Linked DNA regions of Mus musculus: region 2 is linked to region 1. The links are chromatin contacts, called in public HiCAR-type maps. All regions are on one chromosome and are shown on one strand. Each heading gives the region's core, a stretch centred on a gene start, on an enhancer-like site or on the middle of the called end of the contact. The rest is flanking DNA. Distances are from core to core; before and after follow the strand shown.

Region 1 (2,898 bases), core at 48-2,547:
ATCCGAACCCTCTCTGTCTCATCTTAGAAAACAGACAGGCAGCCTGGTGGTGGTGGCACACGCCTTTAATCCCAGCACTTGGGAGGCAGAGACAGGCGGATTTCTGAGTTCAAGGCCAGCCTGGTCTACAGAGTGAGTTCCAGGACAGCCAGGACTATACAGAGAAACCCTGTCAGAAGACAGACAGGCAGGGCTGGAGAGATGGCTCAGTGGTTAAGAGCACTGACTCTTCTTCCAGAGGTCCCGAGTTCAATTCCCAGCAACCACATGGTGGCTCTCAACCATCGGTAATGGGTTCAGATGCCCTCTTCTGGTGTGTCTGAAGACAGCTACAGTGTACTTAGATATAATAATAAATAAGTCTTAAAAAAAAAAAAAGAACTCATGACCTTTGGAAGAGTAGTCAGTGCTCTTACCCACTGAGCCATCTCTCCAGCCCCCCTAACTTCATTTCTGTTGGCTCTCTACTACCGGGCATGGGGCAGCCTACCTTTAAGAGTGTTTTGTTTCCCCAGTGAGACTGCCTCAGAAAAGACGAATTTCTCATTTGTCAGTGGCCATCACTTGGAGATAGCTTCTGGGTAAGGCGTGGGAGTTTGTGTCTGCTTATCTCAGCTCTAGGGCTCATTCTGGCGCAGACCAATGCACGCTGCCCCTGTCTCTAAGTTTGTATGTGCACCACCAGCCCTACTGGGTCCCTGAAGCCCTGATTCCTTGGTGTCCTCCATCCCCTCTGGCTCCCACACTCAAGGGGAGAGATGTGATGGAGGGGTCCCTTGTAGGGCTGAGGATCCCCAGGTCTCTCACTCCGTGTATGGTCTGGCTGTGGGTCTCTGTTTGTTCCCGTCTGCTGCAGGGTAGGGGAGCATTTCTGATGATAACTAAGTAAGGTGTTGTCTGCTTCCCTGACCTGGGGGCTCGCAGGGAGTCCCTGGTATGATTTTAATACACCCATGTGCCCTAGTCTCAACTCTCCTACGGTTTTTGTACAACACGTTCCACCAATAGTAGAAAGAAAGGCTCTCATCTTCATCACCAAAAGTGCTGTTGCAAATTGCGTTGTAAAGTGTGTTTCTGGAAATCTGGAACACAGGCAGATTGTAGCACCAGTCCTCAGCCAGAAACTGTAAGTCCCCACCACCACCCTCTGATGGTTTTTTAATTCAAAATGTAGCATGCACTCATTCTTCCAAAATAATCGTGAGAACACACTGAAAATAACAAAGCTGAGCCCCACCAGTTTTGATCCGTTCAGTTCCTGAAAGGTGCTGTTCCACTGCTCACCAGCAGGGGGCGCGACACTCACAGCAGACGCCTGCAGCCTGGGAAGTTTGACTCAGCACTGGGAAGGGCTGTGCAGAGGGGAAGTTTTTGCCTCGGTGACCAGTGAGGGCCAGGCGTTGGATTACTTTGAGGAAGGTGAAATTTAAAAGCTACCGCTCACCGGAAGAGAACCTTCCTGGAGTATGCCAAGCATCTCAGTAATGCCTGGCTTTGACCCTTTTTTAGGATTAGAAGATATTTGTCCGATTTATTTTCTAACCCAGGCGGATTACAAATAAATTTTCTAAAATATGGGGAGAGCCCTTGTGTGGGTCTTCTCTACTTCTGGTAGCTTACACGCACATTAACAGCGTCTCCTAGCCGCTAATTTGAGCTGGAAAAGCCACTAATTTGCTTTTAAAAGCTTCATTGCGGGGGCTGGGGGTGGGGGGGGGGACACGACGGACGGGGACGGGGGACGAGGGAGTTGGGAGGGGCATTGATTTACCTGTATCTGTAAGAGGCCTTAAGACCTATCAAGGCCTCAACAGTCTTTACCATCACTGCAAATTCCCAGTCTTAACATCCCTGTCTCTATCTATACGCTAGAAATGAGGGTGACCATATCAACAGTACAACCAAAGGAGGAAACACAGACGAAGTCCGCAGTCCTCAGGGAGGGCTCAATCTGTGTGTGTGTCTCTCTCTCTCACTTCCTCCCAACAACAGTCACAGAGGCCAGTGGTGTTGTTATCACACTTCTGCAGGTGAGAGGAGCCCAAGGTCATTAGCAAAGGGTGAATGAAAGCCAGGCACAGGAGCTGAGGACTGGTGAGATGGCTCAGAGGTTAAGAGCACTGAATCCTCCTCCAGAGGACCTGAGTTCAAATCCCATAGCTACAGTGTAAGAAAGCAAGCAAGCCAGTCAGGCATGACCCTCCCAAGGCAGCTCCTAGCCATAACTCATGATGTAGACACTCAAATCGGCCACTGGTAGGTCCCTAGGGTTGCACAAGAAAGCATCTGTCCCTTTTTGGGTCATAAGTTGTCTTTTACATGCTGACACTCCACCTCTTTCTATACCTAGATATTTATACAAAAACCTATACCTAGGTATATAGGCACATGTAAAGAAATTTTGGTATAGAAAGGGGCATATACAGAAAGGTATATACATGAGAGAGATGTATTTATTTATTTACCATAGAAGAAATTCTATTGTTTTTTTCAGGTATAAAATATGTAAGAAAACTCGTTTCTCCCACGTTAGCTCATCTCCACTGTGTGGGCGGGGGCACACACATACACACACTCACACACACACTTCTAATTAGCTGCCTTGTCATGCAGCCCCTCTGTGACCCACGCTTCATATTCTGTGTGGACCTGAGACAGTGCTGAGTCACAAGACTGTCTGCTCCTAGCAACAGAACACCAGTTCTTGCTTTACAGCTTGGTGGCAGGGGACTGTACGCTGGGGAGAGGAGAATACTACCCTACTCACAGTGTTATTCCCCACACAAACAAGACTCCAGAAGGAGGATACTAACATCCAAGCCTCTTGCCCCTCACAACACAAGCAGCATGGTTTAAGGATTCTGTTTCGTGTACCCTAGTACAGACCCACCCACCGAA
Region 2 (2,911 bases), core at 30-2,529, 130 kb after region 1:
CAAGTCTACAGTAATCAGGGCGAGGGTGTCTCTTAAAGTGAAGGGTATTGAACTGGTCTGAGACCTAGCCATCACATTACAGCTGATAGATGGTGATATTTAGCAGATTTACAGGTCTCAGTACAACATGGTGCTATATAAGAAGTGTGTTGGGTGGGATCAGAGGAACCCAAGGGGATACAGGGACCCCACCCTCAACCCAACTATGGCCTAGTGGGGATAGCAGTCCCCTGGCTGAGGGTCAGTGAGCATTCTAGTGTTTGAGGAGTGTGGCAGAGCTGACCACAGAGACCCTTACTGTGTGCATCAGTAGAGCAGGTGTGGAGAAGGCTGGGCCATCTTAATAGTATCCCAGGGCTATGTATCAGGTGTTGAACTGAGTACTGCTCTCTTGATAATGCCTTCATTGGGACGCTTACAATGGTCCTGGATACGTGACTATTTTGTGCAACTTCTACCTTGACAGCCAGCTGCTTAAACAGAAGGTGAACATTGTAGATCTGTGTCTCCAACTAGGGCAGACCATGATCAGTGACATGAACTACTAGAGCAAGACCCATACCTTTTACCGGGTTATCATAAGCAGGGCTAGACCTCAGGGTAAAGGAAAAGGCTTTACAACAGGGTAGTTGGCTTTGAACAGGTCCTGCTCTGAATCTTCACCTGATGCCAAACATGCTCAAACAATGGAATGACTTTGCAGTCCGTCCAGTGGACATTTAGTGAGCACCACTGTTGTCATGGACCGGCATTGTGTTTAGAAGTACTGGGCCCAGAGATGACTGTATCCATTTCTGTCTTGTGGCTATAATAGCATAAGGGGGCACGGGGAGAAGTTTGAAGAACAAGCACAATATGCGGACCGAGTCAGGAGGAGGGGAGGAAGAGGTGCAGCAAAGAGGAAGACAGACAGACAGACAGACAGACAGACAGATAGATAGTCAGAGCACTGGGTCATATACCACCTTGGGGCCAGACCTGCTGCATGTGTATCTTGGAGCTTCCACACCCGAAGCATAAGGAGCAAGAGGAAAGGATGGGTGTGTGTGTGTGTGCTGATGAAACGCAGGGTAGGAATTGGAGGAAGCAGGGCTGCAGCTGTGTGCCCTCCTGAACCCAGGAGCTGAGCTTACTGCTGAGATCCTAGGGTTGCTGCCCCAAGAGCTTCTGCCCCTTGCTTTAGTCATCTACTCATTCATTCCCACCCAACCCACAACCCCACGCTGAACTCACAGCTCTGAAAGAGACGTCGCCAACTTGTATCTGTGTCTAAACATGTCACAACCTTCTTTGTTAGGCTATGAAGGAGCCGCCTTGTCAAGTCAGGAGGGAGGGAGCCCTTGGCAGCCTCTGGAGTTTGGCTCTCCTTCAATGGCAATTTTTATTTGTTTTCTTTAATCCCTGTCAACTGGCTGCAGCACAGCAGAAAGAGGCGAGCGAGTGTGTCTGAGCCCAAACAGCTTCCAGCTCTGGGGCAGAGAACAGCTAGCGGCCCTTCGAGGGGGGAGGATGTGGAAAAGTGTTGCGTGAACAGAGGCAGATGAGGCCAGTTCACTAAGTGTGGCTGGCGGCTGGATAGGCATTGCTTATGTAGGCATCTCTACCTAGGAAGGAGAAATGGTTGTAGCTGGTGGAGTGTGCTGGGTCTTTTGGATCTGACCTACCAAACTAAGTCATGGGTTTTGTTTTGCTTTAAGTTTTGAAGCTAGGCTTTTAATTGTAGTCCAATGATGGACTCAAACATGTCACCCTCCTATCTCACCCTCCCAACTGTTGGGGTTCTAGGCATGCTCAACTACCACTTCGGGCTTGGTTTTTTTTTTTTTTTGAGTACTAGGAGAGACTATTGTGCCAGTGGTCCAAGCAAGCAGACCCCAAAAATCAGTATCCCAGGATCTACAGACTGGAATGTCTGCAAATTTAAAACACACAGTCTTAGCTTATCATAGGAATCGGAGAGGCAGACCAGCGCTCCCGCAGAGCAACCGGATCGTTAGGTGTGATGACAGAGCAAGACCTCACCAAGCCACGGCTGTTCTCCGCTCACTGGTGTGAACAGGAGCTGAGCCAGTTCAGGGGTGAAGGTGGCAGAGATGGAATGTGCTGGGAGTTCGGGGAGTTTGAGGTCCAGCCTAAATTGCCCATGGGTGTGTGTGTGTGGGGGGTGGGGGTTGGCAGACTTTCGAACACACAGAAGGGCAGAAGCCATTCACAAACTAATCAGCGTTAGAACCTTGGCAAGCAGTCGTATGTGGGAGTGGGGTCATCAGTCACCAGTTAAATAGAATAATTAGTGTCTCTTGCTAAATTGGGAAGATTCATTGTGTAATGAGCGCTAGAACTGGACTCCAGCTTGTAGAAATGAGAACTGGTTCCTTAGTCCCTTTGGAGGATTTAAATCAGTATTTACGATCACAGGAGCAGACAGGAAACAGTGTCAAGCTGGATGTAGACTTGTCTTGGTGTTGGAAACTAGTAGCTCTGTTGCCTTTATCTTGGGTCCCATCCAGCTAGGGGGAGTTAGGGGGTTGGGAGGGAGGGGGAGGGGGGAGGGGGAGGGGGAGGGGGGAGGGGGGAGGGGAAGGGCTTCTGACAACTGAGTTTGGTGCAGCACATTCTTTGCTGGCCTGACAATGGACTAAGTCTTCCATATTCTCTGAGGTGTTTCTAGTCAGACATGTTGCAGGTGGCTAGCTCCCAAGTGATGCCTAGGGAAACGTGTGAGACCAAGGAAGAGACTTCTGAATTCTGCTTATTTCAGGCAGATGTGACCTGAAGGGCCCAGGCCAGCTGGGTTGAGTTTGGTCTCCACTTCCAAAGAACCATACAGGAGCTGGGACCCTGTTAACTAGATGGGTCTCCATCCTTTCTTGTCTTACACAGGCTTCTGCCTCCTTCCGCCTGATTCTGG

The links. HiCAR-type assays count read pairs that join an accessible place to other places.
Region 2: a HiCAR-type map of fibro-adipogenic progenitors shows a contact between it and region 1, with 4 times the contacts expected there. The contact joins two enhancer-like sites. A contact is called at or near these places in 15 of 484 Hi-C or Micro-C datasets (the 3T3-L1 cell line, the MC3T3-E1 cell line, embryonic fibroblasts and 9 more), 14 of 115 datasets of contacts at active chromatin or transcription factors (T-cell acute lymphoblastic leukemia, astrocytes, double positive thymocytes and 9 more) and 3 of 9 other capture datasets (adipose tissue, liver and pancreatic islet).

What each region holds. Positions count from the first base shown.
Region 1 is chr17:12,038,079-12,040,976 of GRCm38.p6, forward strand. All of the region lies in intron 10 of Prkn (parkin RBR E3 ubiquitin protein ligase), which reads left to right. Among named protein-coding and RNA genes, the nearest start is that of Gm46604, 8.1 kb to the left of the region's middle. Within about 2 kb of position 1,298, at least 62 of the 459 cell types and tissues checked have an H3K27ac peak or open chromatin away from gene starts, as enhancers often do. A contact at or near this core is called in fetal liver and fibro-adipogenic progenitors, where this site is marked.
Region 2 is chr17:12,167,357-12,170,267 of GRCm38.p6, forward strand. All of the region lies in intron 2 of Agpat4 (1-acylglycerol-3-phosphate O-acyltransferase 4 (lysophosphatidic acid acyltransferase, delta)), which reads left to right. Among named protein-coding and RNA genes, the nearest start is that of Agpat4, 50 kb to the left of the region's middle. Within about 2 kb of position 1,280, at least 80 of the 459 cell types and tissues checked have an H3K27ac peak or open chromatin away from gene starts, as enhancers often do. A contact at or near this core is called in fetal liver and fibro-adipogenic progenitors, where this site is marked.